Regions from separate parts of the Sus scrofa genome. Here region 1 is linked to region 2. Evidence: chromatin contacts called from public promoter capture Hi-C data. All regions are on one chromosome and are shown on one strand. Each heading gives the region's core, a stretch centred on a gene start, on an enhancer-like site or on the middle of the called end of the contact. The rest is flanking DNA. Distances are from core to core; before and after follow the strand shown. Region 1 holds the start of WEE1 (wee1-like protein kinase). Region 2 holds the start of EIF4G2 (eukaryotic translation initiation factor 4 gamma 2).

What was found. Promoter capture Hi-C pulls out the DNA fragments that hold promoters and counts their contacts.
Region 1: a promoter capture Hi-C map of fetal liver shows a contact between it and region 2, with 5 times the contacts expected there. The contact joins the promoter of WEE1 here to the promoter of EIF4G2 in region 2. A contact is called at or near these places in 1 of 5 promoter capture datasets (fetal liver) and 1 of 2 datasets of contacts at active chromatin or transcription factors (alveolar macrophages).

Annotation. Positions count from the first base shown.
Region 1 is chr2:49,892,894-49,896,012 of Sscrofa11.1, forward strand. WEE1 (wee1-like protein kinase) reads right to left here and starts at 1,616. Exons shown (of 11, transcript XM_003122982.4): 1 at 758-1,616. The coding sequence starts at 1,333.
Region 2 is chr2:48,665,210-48,667,993 of Sscrofa11.1, forward strand. EIF4G2 (eukaryotic translation initiation factor 4 gamma 2) reads left to right here and starts at 1,381. Exons shown (of 22, transcript XM_021083319.1): 1 at 1,381-1,527. The coding sequence starts at 1,381.

The DNA of each region.
Region 1 (3,119 bases), core at 366-2,865, 1.2 Mb after region 2:
ACGCTGGTTTTTAACAGTTGGATGTTCCTAATCAGGACACTTAGGGTAACCAAACTTGGGCAGTCCAAACTCGAGAGTATAAAGAAACGCTTACCCAATAAATATTCTGTCCGTAAGGAGGCTTAAAGGCTACCCTGAGTTATTTACGAGTCTTTAAGACTGTAAAGGCTTGAAAGCCAGCCTTTTCTCCCAAGTCGAAGTGCAGTCTCCCTCCGTATCTCAAACTTTCCCCCATAAGACCACCTGACACAAAACGATAAGCGCATGATTTTTTTTTTTTTTTCAACCGAACTCCTGCGTGCGCCGCCCAAATTACAGGACCGATCACTGCGTTTAAAAGGCACCAGATGGCTGCGGCGCTCGGGAGTGTCAGGTGGCCGGGCCAGCACCACTCGAGCATCCTTCCAAACCACGTTATCGGTGCTACACTCCCGGCTGCCGTGCTCGGGGCGGCCCCGACTGCGGGCGTTAAATCGTCAGCCACCTGGACGGCGCCGATCAGCCCTTTGAAAGATGAAGAAGTTCCAGACGAGGGCCATTGTTCAGTTACATAATCTTTAACGGACAACTGCTGGGCAGGGCCCCAAAGAGGGGCTGCCAACTTTTTTGTTGCGGCGCAGGAGAGAGAGCGGGGGTGCGGCCAGGCGGTTATGTAACTGAACCCGGGCAGCGCCGCGCTCGGCTCCCAGCGCCGCGGCCTTTTTAAAAGGCTGGGCCGGCAAGGGCTCGGGCTGCTCGGGCCGCCGCGTCCTCTCACCTTGGGGGTATGCGGCGTGTCGAAAAGCCGCAGCTTGCGGAAGGTCTTGTGCGGCGGGGTGCCCGGGTGGTCGGGCAGCGGCGAGCAGGGCCCCTCGGCCGCCCTGCGCGTCGCGCAGCCCCGCGGGGACGCATCCCCCGGGCCGCCACAGCGCACGGGCGAGAACGAGCTGCCCAGAAAGTAGGCGGCCGCCGGGGACTTGACCGGCGACGAAGAGCCGAAGCCCTCCTCCTCCCATGAGTCGCCCTCGGCCCCGCCGCCCGCCGCGTCGGCGCCGGAGCAGGCGCCCCGCAGCAGCAGGTCCTCCTCCAGCTCCCCGGGGCTGCCGGGGGCCGGGCCGGGCGAGCGGCGGCGCTCGGGCCCGGCCTCTGTGGGGCTCCGCGCAGGCGGCAGCGGCGAGTCGGGCTCCTGAAAGGCCGAGTCCTCCCCTGTGCTGTGGCCGCTGCCTTCTTCCTCCTCTTCTTCCTCCTCCTCCTCACAGTCGCTGCAGGGCGAGAAGATCAGTTTCTGCCGCAAGGTGCAGGAGGCCCCAGCGCGGCGGGGCGGCGGCGGCTGCTGCCGGCTCAGGAAGCTCATCGCGCCCCTAGGGCCGGGGCGAAGGACCGGAGAATCGGGGCCCGCGGAGTCCAGGACACTGCCGGCCCAGGGGGCGGGTCCGCCACGTGCGACTGGGCGCGCCTAGCGGCTTCGGCGGCGGGCCTGCGCGGCGGCGGCGGCGGCCTGCGGCTCCGGGACGCTCGGGACGGCGGATGGTGGGGGCGGCAGCGGCGCGAACTGTCCGGCAGCGGAGGGGCGGCCCGGGCGCCGAGGCTGGGGTCTCCGCAGGTCCAGCCACAGGTTCGGGCTCCGCGGCTTCCCGCGACCGTTAACCACGTGAGTGCCCAGCCCACCAATCCCCGCCCAGCTCAGGGTTTGAAAAAAATGGAGGGCGCGACGTACCCCGCGGGGGAGGGATCGGCTACGCGATTTTGGCGCGAACTCGCTGGCTCCGCCCACCCTGCTCGGCGCCCAGCCAGGCCTGGGCGGGCGTGGCGCCGCGGGCCTATGAGCGAGCGGGATCACTCGAGCCGCGGGTCCGGAGCCGCCCGGACCGGGCCAAGGTGGAGCCGAGGCCGCCCTCTGGGTGGGACCAAGGGTGAGGGCTTGGCTAGGCTGATCCCAGCGCGGCCCTGGACGCGTTCGCCGCCCGCAAGGCTTCCGCGAGTCTGGAATCGGACGGGCGGCGAGAGAGCGCCTCTGGGTCCCGGCAAGTCTGGGCGAGCGGGGGACTGCAGTGGCCCTCGGGCGCTGTCCCTGGATACCAACCTACTGCCCCGCGTCCCTTTGGTGCCGGCCCCTGAGGCAGTGTGGGCGTGGCTGTGGGAAGTCACGTTCCCGGGTCGAGGTCTCTCAGGACAGTTCTGAACTGTAAACAAATTGGTTAGGGGGACACCAAAGTCAGCAGGAAGGCGGACACTCGAGTTCTCCAGGCGAGGTCACCAGCTGCGGGGCAGCCTCTGAGCCTCAGCTTCCACCCCAGAGTGGCTGATAGGGTCCAGTGTGTCCATAGGGAGTTGAGCGCCCCCAGGCTGTGGTCCCCTCAGATGTCCCGGCTCCCGCAAATTGTCCACAGTAAATAAAGCCGCCCCAAGTTCGGCCGTAAGCACAAAACCGAGCGCCCACCACCAGGCCACGCTGTTTATATTTGTTTGCCAGCTCATGGGCAAGTGTTGGCAAAATAGAATGGCTCAGCTCGCTGCAAACTTCAAAGGGACTTGAGAAAATTTCTCTAGCACCACGTTAAATTGTGATTTACTCCATCCCTTACTGTCACACAGAGAAGATTCCAACAATCTTTTACTTGTCAATAACCCCATAAAGAATATTCTTCCTCCTTGCGTTTTTTTTTTTTTCCTGTGTTTTATTTTGCCGTTTTTATTCTTTAGGATTGCTGGGTCAAAGATATAAACTGCCACACCGCTCTTCAGAGAGAAAAAAATTACGTTCTCACTAGTATTGGCTTAGAATACACCCTTTGTGAATTCTGGACATCAGTGGATAACATTCGTTAACGTGGGTTTTTTTGTTTGTTTGTTTGTTTGTTTTTATGGCCACCACACCCACGGCATATGGAAGTTCAGGCGTCAAGGATTGAATCCCAGCCACAGCCAAGACAGTGGTGGCAAAGCTGATCCTTTAACCTACTGTGCCTGGTGGGGGATGGAACCTGCACCTCCTCCACAAGCAGAGCTGCTGAAGTCAGATTCTTCACCCACTGCGCCACTGCAGGACCTAATGTTTGTTAATGTAGTTTTGCTGTTTTGATTCATATCACTGGACGGTTTTCATGGGCCTAATAGCTGTTTACATTCATTTCTATGAA
Region 2 (2,784 bases), core at 131-2,630:
AAAATTGTATTAAGGAGTAGGTGCTTTTAGCCTCAAGAGCTGTTTTGACATGTCAAATATAAGTTTGACTCTATAAAAATCCTGCCTCTTTATTGGACATTTTCTTTAAAAGTCGTTCAGGTAAAACGCGCGCGCGCGCACACACTTTCTTGCTTCTGATCACACATTGTATCAAGAACTTCGTTTTGTGTTCAAAACGAAGCTGGGGACAGAGCTGCTGTTTAAGTATATAGAGACATGACTCCATTTTTGTATAGCTAAAATGTCGCAAACGATGGAATACTTCATCTTACTGGACCTCTCCCTTAAAATACTACCTGAGAAGTATAAATAGTTCAACTTGACGGCTTTGAAAAGCCGAATCCTATTTGTAGGATAGACCTTATATAAAATGGAAATATAAAGCTGTCAGTCTTCAACGTGCTTAAAAAATAAACAAATCAGGAGCTAGCAATTAAAATCCTCCAGACGCCCGCGCTCCGCAAACACTTCTTCCAAAGAATTCTGGCATATTCTGGGTATTCCCGTACCACCGCTGGCCGGATATTCCCTTGGGGAAAGCTGCTTGTCTAGTGAGGTACAAAGACAATAAAACCCTTCCTTTCATCCCTTTCTCATTCACTCTGCAGGGGGTGGACTAAATAGGGAGCTGAAGGAAGCTTTCTTAACGCATTTGGGTGCACCGTCTGGTCTCCGGGCGTCCCCATCCAAAGGCTGCCGAAGATGAGCACCTGGAGACCAGTCATTCCGGGCGCTGCGCCCCGGGGCGCAGAGCCTCAGCCCTACAGGCCGCTCCCAGGGAGGCCCAGCCTGCCAAGGGCAATCTCTGCTCCTCGGGGGCGCCAGGAAAATCAAGACTCGCACACGCAAGGGACAGGAATCGGGTCGGGTGGAAGGACAAATTTCCTTCCCACATTCTTGGTGAGAAAACCAGGTAGAGGGACTGTCCAACTCCAGCATGGGATACGGACTCCTGGAACAAAGAGACAGGAGGAAGACCAGGCGGCCACACCAACGCAGACTCAGAGGGCTCTACCACTTTACGCAAGTGGTCCGCAACTCGTCCGCGCTCAGTTCCCCTTACGCCACTGGCTTGGCCTCAGAGCCTTCGCGAATATGGCTTTGCGCACTGCGGCGGAGTCGAGCCGCAACCGAGCTTGGCTCTGTGACTCCTCCCCACGGCCGGGTGCCGATTGGTGGCGAACATCAGCCCGGCTGTTGATTGGGTGGCGAAGGAGCCATTCGGGGCGGCTCTGGTGGGTTCGGCTGCCCTAGAGTGATAAGTTCGGCTTCAGACACGCCTCAGCGCCAGCAGCGAGTCGGAGCTCTATGGAGGTGGCGGCGAGTATCGGGTGGTGGCTGCAGCAGCGACTCCTCTGAGCTGAGCGTTTCAAGCCGGTCCCGACTCCTTCCTCCCCCTTCCCTCCCCCTTTTTTGTTTTCCGTTCCCCTTTCCCCTCCCTTCCCCGTCCCGACGACCGGATCCGAGGAGGCAGCTGCGGCGGCAGCTGCTGAGTTCTCGGTGAAGGTGAGTGGAGCCGCCGCTGGCGCTGCCGCCGCCGCCGCCGCCGCCGAGTGGAGCGCTCTAAAATGGCCGCCGTCCCTGGCCGCTTCTTCTCGAGTGGTACAAAATGGCGGACGCAGGCGGAGCCGGGTGGGGCGACCCTTTTTTAGCGTTTCCTCCGCGCTCCGGGCACCTGGAACTTCCTCGCCCTTGTCTTCTCTTCCCCTTGTTGATGGAATAGAAGGAGCCGGCGGCCCCCGACAGTCTCGGTGGCTGTCGGCGGCCGTACCCGCGGGACCGGGGCGGGCCGAAGCGCGGCTGTGTTCGGCCAGGGAGAGAGCGTGGCAGGGCCGCGCGTGCTGTGGGGAGGGTCGCGGCCCGGCGGGGAGGGCTCGGCCGTTGGCGCGGGACCAGCCGAGGCGGAGGCGTCCCGGAGCCCAGCTCCCGGCGGGGAGGTGTGTGGGGCCCCGGGGCCGGCGGGGAGAGCGGCCGGGCTGCCCGCGGTGGGGGAGCGAAGGGCCTGCCCCGGCGGCCTCTCTTGTGACGGGAGAGGAGGGAAAGCGAGGCTTTCTGAGCTTTTGTCGGCTGGGGAGGCGGCGGTGAGGCGGCTGTCAGTTCCTCGGGGATTTATGGGTGGGAGGGGGCCGCTGGAGGGAAGGAGGCCGTCTTCCTGCCTGAGAACAAAGAGCCGGGCGCTGGGCCGCGGGGGCGGCCTCCGCTCCTCCCCGAGGCTTGCCCCCGGCAGCTTCGCCGGGAGGCTGTCGGAAGCACTTCCTAACTCGGCCCGGGTGGGAGGAATCCACTGCTCTTTTGTTCCCAGGAAGGGAAAAAATTGGGTGGAGGTTCTTGCTGCCATGTTGTGGCCCTGGTCTTCCGCCTGCCTAGTGCCAGGCGCTGTGCACCCGGTGCCTCGCGTCTTCCCGCGAGCCCTCTGCGCCTAGTTCAGAGCATGGGCAGCGGTGAGAACCCAAGACTTCAGTTAAGCCCTTCATGTAGTCTGTTGCTCGTCCCGGAGGCAGTAACAACTACGTTTTCCACATAACGTGCCTCTGTATCAGAGTTAGACTTTCTATTATTGATCTCGGTGTCTAGTTGTAAAGGAGGTAGTGTGTGGCTTTTTCAAAGACTAGTTCTTAGCCATTTAGCTCTTCGTTTATTGCTGTGTAGGTTCTTCCTTGCATCTTCAAACACCGAGAACTTCCAGGTAGTAAAACAATTTTCCTGTGTTTTGAGAACCTTCTTGAGTCTTAGGAGTTCTGCAATGCAGTGTAAGTTCAGTCA